2 separate regions of the Sus scrofa genome follow, and region 2 is linked to region 1. The links are chromatin contacts, called in public HiChIP or PLAC-seq maps. All regions are on one chromosome and are shown on one strand. Each heading gives the region's core, a stretch centred on a gene start, on an enhancer-like site or on the middle of the called end of the contact. The rest is flanking DNA. Distances are from core to core; before and after follow the strand shown. Region 1 overlaps ZNRF1 (a long non-coding RNA gene). Region 2 overlaps ZNRF1 (a long non-coding RNA gene).

What was found. HiChIP or PLAC-seq counts read pairs in DNA pulled down with a chosen protein or histone mark.
Region 2: an H3K27ac HiChIP or PLAC-seq map of skeletal muscle shows a contact between it and region 1. The contact joins two enhancer-like sites. A contact is called at or near these places in 3 of 47 Hi-C or Micro-C datasets (embryonic fibroblasts, liver and skeletal muscle) and 2 of 2 datasets of contacts at active chromatin or transcription factors (alveolar macrophages and skeletal muscle).

Annotation. Positions count from the first base shown.
Region 1 is chr6:12,553,798-12,556,655 of Sscrofa11.1, reverse strand. ZNRF1 (a long non-coding RNA gene) reads left to right here. Exons shown (of 5, transcript XR_002344499.1): 5 at 345-1,001. Among named protein-coding and RNA genes, the nearest start is that of ZFP1, 5.8 kb to the right of the region's middle. Within about 2 kb of position 1,500, at least 31 of the 83 cell types and tissues checked have an H3K27ac peak or open chromatin away from gene starts, as enhancers often do. A contact at or near this core is called in skeletal muscle, where this site is marked.
Region 2 is chr6:12,619,386-12,622,243 of Sscrofa11.1, reverse strand. All of the region lies in intron 1 of ZNRF1 (a long non-coding RNA gene), which reads left to right. It also overlaps the pseudogene LOC100736686. Among named protein-coding and RNA genes, the nearest start is that of ZNRF1, 48 kb to the left of the region's middle. Within about 2 kb of position 1,438, at least 6 of the 83 cell types and tissues checked have an H3K27ac peak or open chromatin away from gene starts, as enhancers often do. A contact at or near this core is called in skeletal muscle, where this site is marked.

The DNA of each region.
Region 1 (2,858 bases), core at 251-2,750:
CCGCCCCCGTTCCTGAGAGGAGGCTTCGGACCCTGGGGCAGAGCTGAGCTGGGGACACCCGTGGGAACAGGGCGCCCCTCCTGCACTGACTTCCAGAGATGGTTCTCCCTTTCTCCCCGAGGACACCAGACTGGATGAGCGCGCGTTTGCCAGAAGGAAGAACCACCCGCTCTCCTTCCCTCATCCTCATCCCAGGAGGGAAAGGGCATTTTCTTTTTCACTTTCGAAAGGCGTTGTGGGTCTGTCTCTAAAGTGTTTACAAAAAAAACTATAAAAACAAAAAAACAAAAAACAGAAACAAAAAGTCTAGTGTCGACTGGTGTTTTCCCTCGTGATGTTTACAGATCGCTGTCTGCGGCCCCGCCAGAACCCGCTCAGAACCCGCTCGCTTGGGGGCAGAGACGACAGAGTGGGTTCTCGCCAGGCGCGGCCTTGCTCACGGCGCCCGGCGGCCTCGCCCTCGCCAACCGCTCGGCCTTGGTTTCTTGTTTGGTTGGTTTCTTCCCCATTTTTTCTGCCCTGGTCTCGCACTTTCTCCCCTCGGGACCCTGGTATCTTGACTTCATTGCCAAAAACCAGCCCCCCAAGGGACCTCTCCTCCTCCTCCTCTCCGTTTCTCTTCCTTCCCGCTTCCTCCTGGTTCTGGTCCGTTGCAAGGATTTAACAATCACAAGTGTCCTGCAAAAATGCCTGAACATTTTTCTTAGACCCTTGTGGAGTTTTTTTTTTCCCCAAAAAAAACTTAGACACACAAAAGACTTATTTAACGGATCTGTACAGCCACCCCGTGTTCAGGCGTTCTGTTTGAGAACATTTTAGCCATTGGTGTTCACACATGGCATCAGCCCCTGCAAGATAGGTTTCTGTATTTGTATATTAAAATACAAAAAAAAAAAAAAAACCCTTATAAAATGTTTAAAAACATGTTCAAAGCCGGGGGGAAAAGCTTACTTCATTAGTCAAGGTGTTTTGATATGGTATTAAAATAATGTCTAATAAAAGATGCACTGTGTGACTTCATTTTAATCAAGTATTTCTACACAGTCAAGACATGGGCAGTGAAGGCCTAGCTCTTTAGCCTTGCTTCAGGCTGGTACTCGGGGTTACAGGTATGTGGCATGGCTCTCGGCAGCCGTGCCTGGGTGAGAGAATGTGGCAGGTCAGGCCAGAGTCCTGCAGGTGTGTGAACCCTGCAAGCCTCGTGGACTCACTCTGTCTCCCGTCACCTGTGGAGTGGCTTTGACAGAGCTGTCGTGGAAAGATCTGCAGGGGTAAAGATCTTACGGCCCCTGGAGGCCGCAGTGATGTGGGTTCTTCAGGCATTGGCCTGGACCCCACCACCTCACCCCTGGCTCCCCATCCCACACCCTGCCGTGTCTGTGGCTCAGTGCTGACTCATGGGCATGCTTCACTGAGGCCCAGAAAGAGGCCCTAGTTTGGGGCTGAGCCAGCTCAGAGCCCTTGAACTAGGACCAGCCACTCGGGGCTCACAAAAGTTGGCACTCCTTGGGCGGGGCAGGAAGCCCAGGGCAGCTGGTAGCCATGCATGCCTGGCCTCTGTCTCTGTGCCAGACAGGCTCCCGGAGCGGCATTCCAGAGCCTCCCACAGAGGCTGCGAAGGAAAGCTCTGGAGGGAGATGCCTGCGCCGCTGCCTCTGTGGGCGCCAACCCCACCAGGCCCTGCCTCTGCCGTCTTCTGTTCTGTTGCCTGAAACACCTGCTCTCTGCAAGGGCATTGCAGGCTGGTGGGCAGATGTGGGCGAAGCACCAGCGCACCCAACATTTCCGAGAAACACTCGAGTTTGTGGATCTGAGCTTGCAGGGTGGAGACCCCCCAAGACCCGCAGTCGCCATGGTGGCAAGAACCTCGGCTCTAAACTACCTGCACAGACTCCTCTGCAGAGGATGTTGGGGAAACAACTGCATCTAAACTTCAGCTGCCCCATGTGTGAAGTGGGAACAAAGTCACGCAGCTCAGAGGTCACCGTGAGGGGCAGAGAATCTGCCCAGAAGCCCCTGGCACATGCATAGCAGGCTTGCCTTTGGCTTTGTCACTGCAAAGAGCACTGTTCTATTCACAGCACCTCCTGCTTCTGCCTGGCAACTGTGTCTCCCTGTTCTATATTTAAGTCCTCCTGCAGAGCTGGCCCCAGAGATCTCCTTGTCTGACCCCTGGGCCTGAAGATGGAGAGGAGGCCTGTGTGCCCATCTCAGTGGCTTAGGCCCAGTGGCCTGGGCAGCACCCAGGGTGAGCTGAGTGGTCCTGAGCCGGGTGAGGCAGGGCTGGAGCCCACACTGGCTGCTATTCCAGGCTCCTGAGGCTGGTGCTCGTCCCCACCCGCAGTGACTCCCCCCCCCCCCACCTGGCCCTCTGCTGGTTGCCAAGTTCTCCACATTCAGTCCCGGATTGCCAGCTCCTAGATGGGGGTGGGACCGGGGTTGTCTGGGTTTTCCAGATGGAGCTGGTGTCTGTCATCCTCCATCCAAACCGCTCTCCTGAGCTCTGCCTTTCTGGAGGGGTGGGAATTGGCAGGAACTGGGAGGTAGGTTCCACCCACTCCCTCTTTTAAGGGCCCAGTGCGCTTGGGGTGGGGGCTTCCTGGACAGGCCCCCTTGCTAGAACCATCTGTCTTATAGCCATTTAATGGTGTTGAGGTTTTTTGGTTTTTTTTTTTTTTTTTTTTTTTTTGTCTTTTTGGCTTTTCTAGGTCCGCACCCACGGCATATGGAGGTTCCCAGGCTAGGGGTCGAAGCCACCAGCCTATGCCAGAGCCACAGCACCGCGGGATCCAAGCCGAGGCTGCGACCTACACCACAGCTCACGGCAACACTGGATCCTTAACCCACTGAGCAAGGCC
Region 2 (2,858 bases), core at 189-2,688, 66 kb before region 1:
GCTCCCAGTCTAGGGATCAAATCCGAGCTGTAGCTGCCAGGCTACACCACAGCCACAGCAATTCAGGATCCCAGCCATGTCTGCGACCTACACCACAGCAGATGGCAACGCCGGATCCTTAACTCACTGAGCAGGGCCAGAGATTGAACCCGAGTCCTCATGGATGCTAGTCAGGTTTGTTTCCACTGAGCCATGATGGGAACTCCTGGTTATGTTTTTGAATCCTGATAGTTTTCATTCAGGAGTCTTCAGAGAGGAACTTTTCAGAAAGAAACTGACACTGACTCACTGCTCTTTGAGAGGTGAAAATAAATGGTTCCCGAGAGACACTTGATGTACCGGCCTTTCTCCAGGTTAGGAGTAGAGAGGGTGAAACAGCTAATGAGAACACACACCGAGGCCAACCCCAGAGCCGTGATGACGGAGGCATGTCCCTTTACCTCCACGGCTCACCAGCGCTTGGCACTCCGTGAATACTTAATTGAAGAGAGCATCTCCCATAAAGCATCCGCTCAGGACGCTGCCTTTGTCCTCTCTGTTCTTTGTGAGTCTTCCTTATTTTCAAGCCGTCTTTGTGGCCATGAGTTTGAAGCAGCCTGGCCAAGCCTGGTTCCCTCTTCATTGAGTTCTCAGCAGCTTCATGCTTGATTGCTTTTATCAGATGTTTTTTTCACCTGTTCTTGTCTAAGCCTCTCACACATTATCACTCAAACCAGGCATGCTTTTATCTTTTCGGAAGCTTGCATGAGGAAGCTCCGGGACTTCCTTCTTCCCCAGGTTGACTTAGAGGAACATTTTCTCTCTTGCACAGGGTGGCTGTTCATCTTTTAACATTTTAAATGTGTGTTTCTTTTGAACAGGCTGCCTTCCACTGCAGTTCTTTTTCACTAGGTCTCTTGGGGCCGGACTTCCTTGGACCCAGCTGATACTTATTGAGCATTTGAGTCTATGCCATACGTCAAATGTGCAGAAATGGACCAAACATGACTCTTGCCTTCATGGAGCTTGCGCTCTGGCCCGAGTGACGGTGTGTAGTTAAAGTACACACATGACTATAGAAGGGGAGCACCTGAGAGATGGGGAGATCGCGGGGTTGAATAGAGTGCCGTTCTCCGAAGAATCTGCCTGTATGCCCGGAGCTGCCTTTGCTGGATATTTTAAAACCCAGATCTTGACTTTCCTAATTTAATCCTTAGGAATCGCTCGTGGTGGTTTAGCTGTCAACCTTGCTGGGTAAAGAACAGAGAGAGTACTTGGCTTCCAGGCCCCCTTGTCGTGTTGACTCACTTTGTGGCCGCTGTTTTTACAAGGATCCAGGGTATATTTTTAATTAAACTGTTTGATGGGCATTCTGTTTTCCCTTGGGAGAAAAAGGGCTGCATATGTAATAGATGAACCAAGAGTGACATACTTATAAATAGAGTAACATAATATTTTAAGCACCTCATCTGTTACCTAGTATTTTATTCTTCAAGGGGATCTTAAGCTGGGTCTTTATCACCCATGGGCTTCTTGAAAGTGGGAATTCTTTTCTCAAGCATTGTTTAATGCTTCCACCTGAAGGAGGCAGGGGCAGAAGATTTGAAATAGTGATTCTTTTAGCCGCCTCCCTGTCCCTTTCTGAACTGTGGGAAACCTTTAGCAGAACCTCCTGGCAGGTGTCCTGGATGGATGGATGGGTGGTGCTTGTGTCATGGCCTCATGTATCCGGTTAGGGACTTGTTCTTGTGAGAGTTTTGTTTGTTTGTTTGCTTTTAATCTAATCCACACCCATGCAGAATACATCCCCCATGCCAGTACCAGAATAACCTTGGCCAGGGCTCAAGAAAAACCTGGTAACTGACCTAAAATTAAACACATGAACTCTCCCTGCCCTTTGCATTCGTTTTTTTGTTAGGTACTCTTGACTGTGTGTGTGTGTGTGGCTTTTTTCCCCCTTAGGAAAAGGCTGGGAAGTCAAAGCTTGGGTCATTGTCCTAGGCTGAGTGGGGAAGATAACTGCTAATAAGCGTAGGGGGGCCAGTGCAGTTTACTGGACCCAAGATTTCTTTTTGAACGTAGCAATAAAGATTCTGTGGCATTATCCATCCCTGGTTTCATCCAGGGGATCCCTAGTGTGATCCTAACTTGACTTTGACATCGTCCCTGTGCCTGTAGGCCCGCGTTGCTCTTTCGACTCCGCTGAGTCTTGTCTTTAATGAGCTCACTGAGTACTCCCAGGTGGAGAGTGTAGCTCTGACACCTTTCAGATGAGGCAGGGACACTGCCTAAAGTTGGTTTTTATTCTGACTCAAAAATAAGTGTCTTGGGAATTAAATCAATCGCTTTGCTGGTTTTCACCTTCCTGCTGGAGTAGCAGTCATGTGGGAGTGAGCTTAGGGTCCCCCAAAAGGCATGTGTGTGCAGGTAGTAGAGAACAGTGTTGTGGGACTTCGTAAAACACCACGAGCCCCTTAGAATTTAATGTTTGTGTTTATCTGGACCTCAGAGAGTTTTTCCTTTTTTTGTGTTTTGTTTTTTACACAGTCTTCTGTGTGTGTGTGTGTCCTAATCGCTACTTCTTCTTTTCTTTTTGTTTTTGTCTTTTTAGGGCTGCACCAGCAGCACATGGAAGTTCCCAGGCTAGGAGATGAATCGGAGCTGTAGCTGCCGGCCTACACCACAGCCACAGAAACGAGGGATCCAAGCCACATCTCTGACCTACACCACAGCTCACGGCAACGCCGGATCCTTAACCCACTAAGTGGGGCCAGGGATCGAACCTGAGTCCTCATGGATACTAGTCTGGTTCGTTACGTCTGAGCCACGACAGGAGCTCCTCTAATCTCTACTTACATGAACACCGGTCACGTTGGATT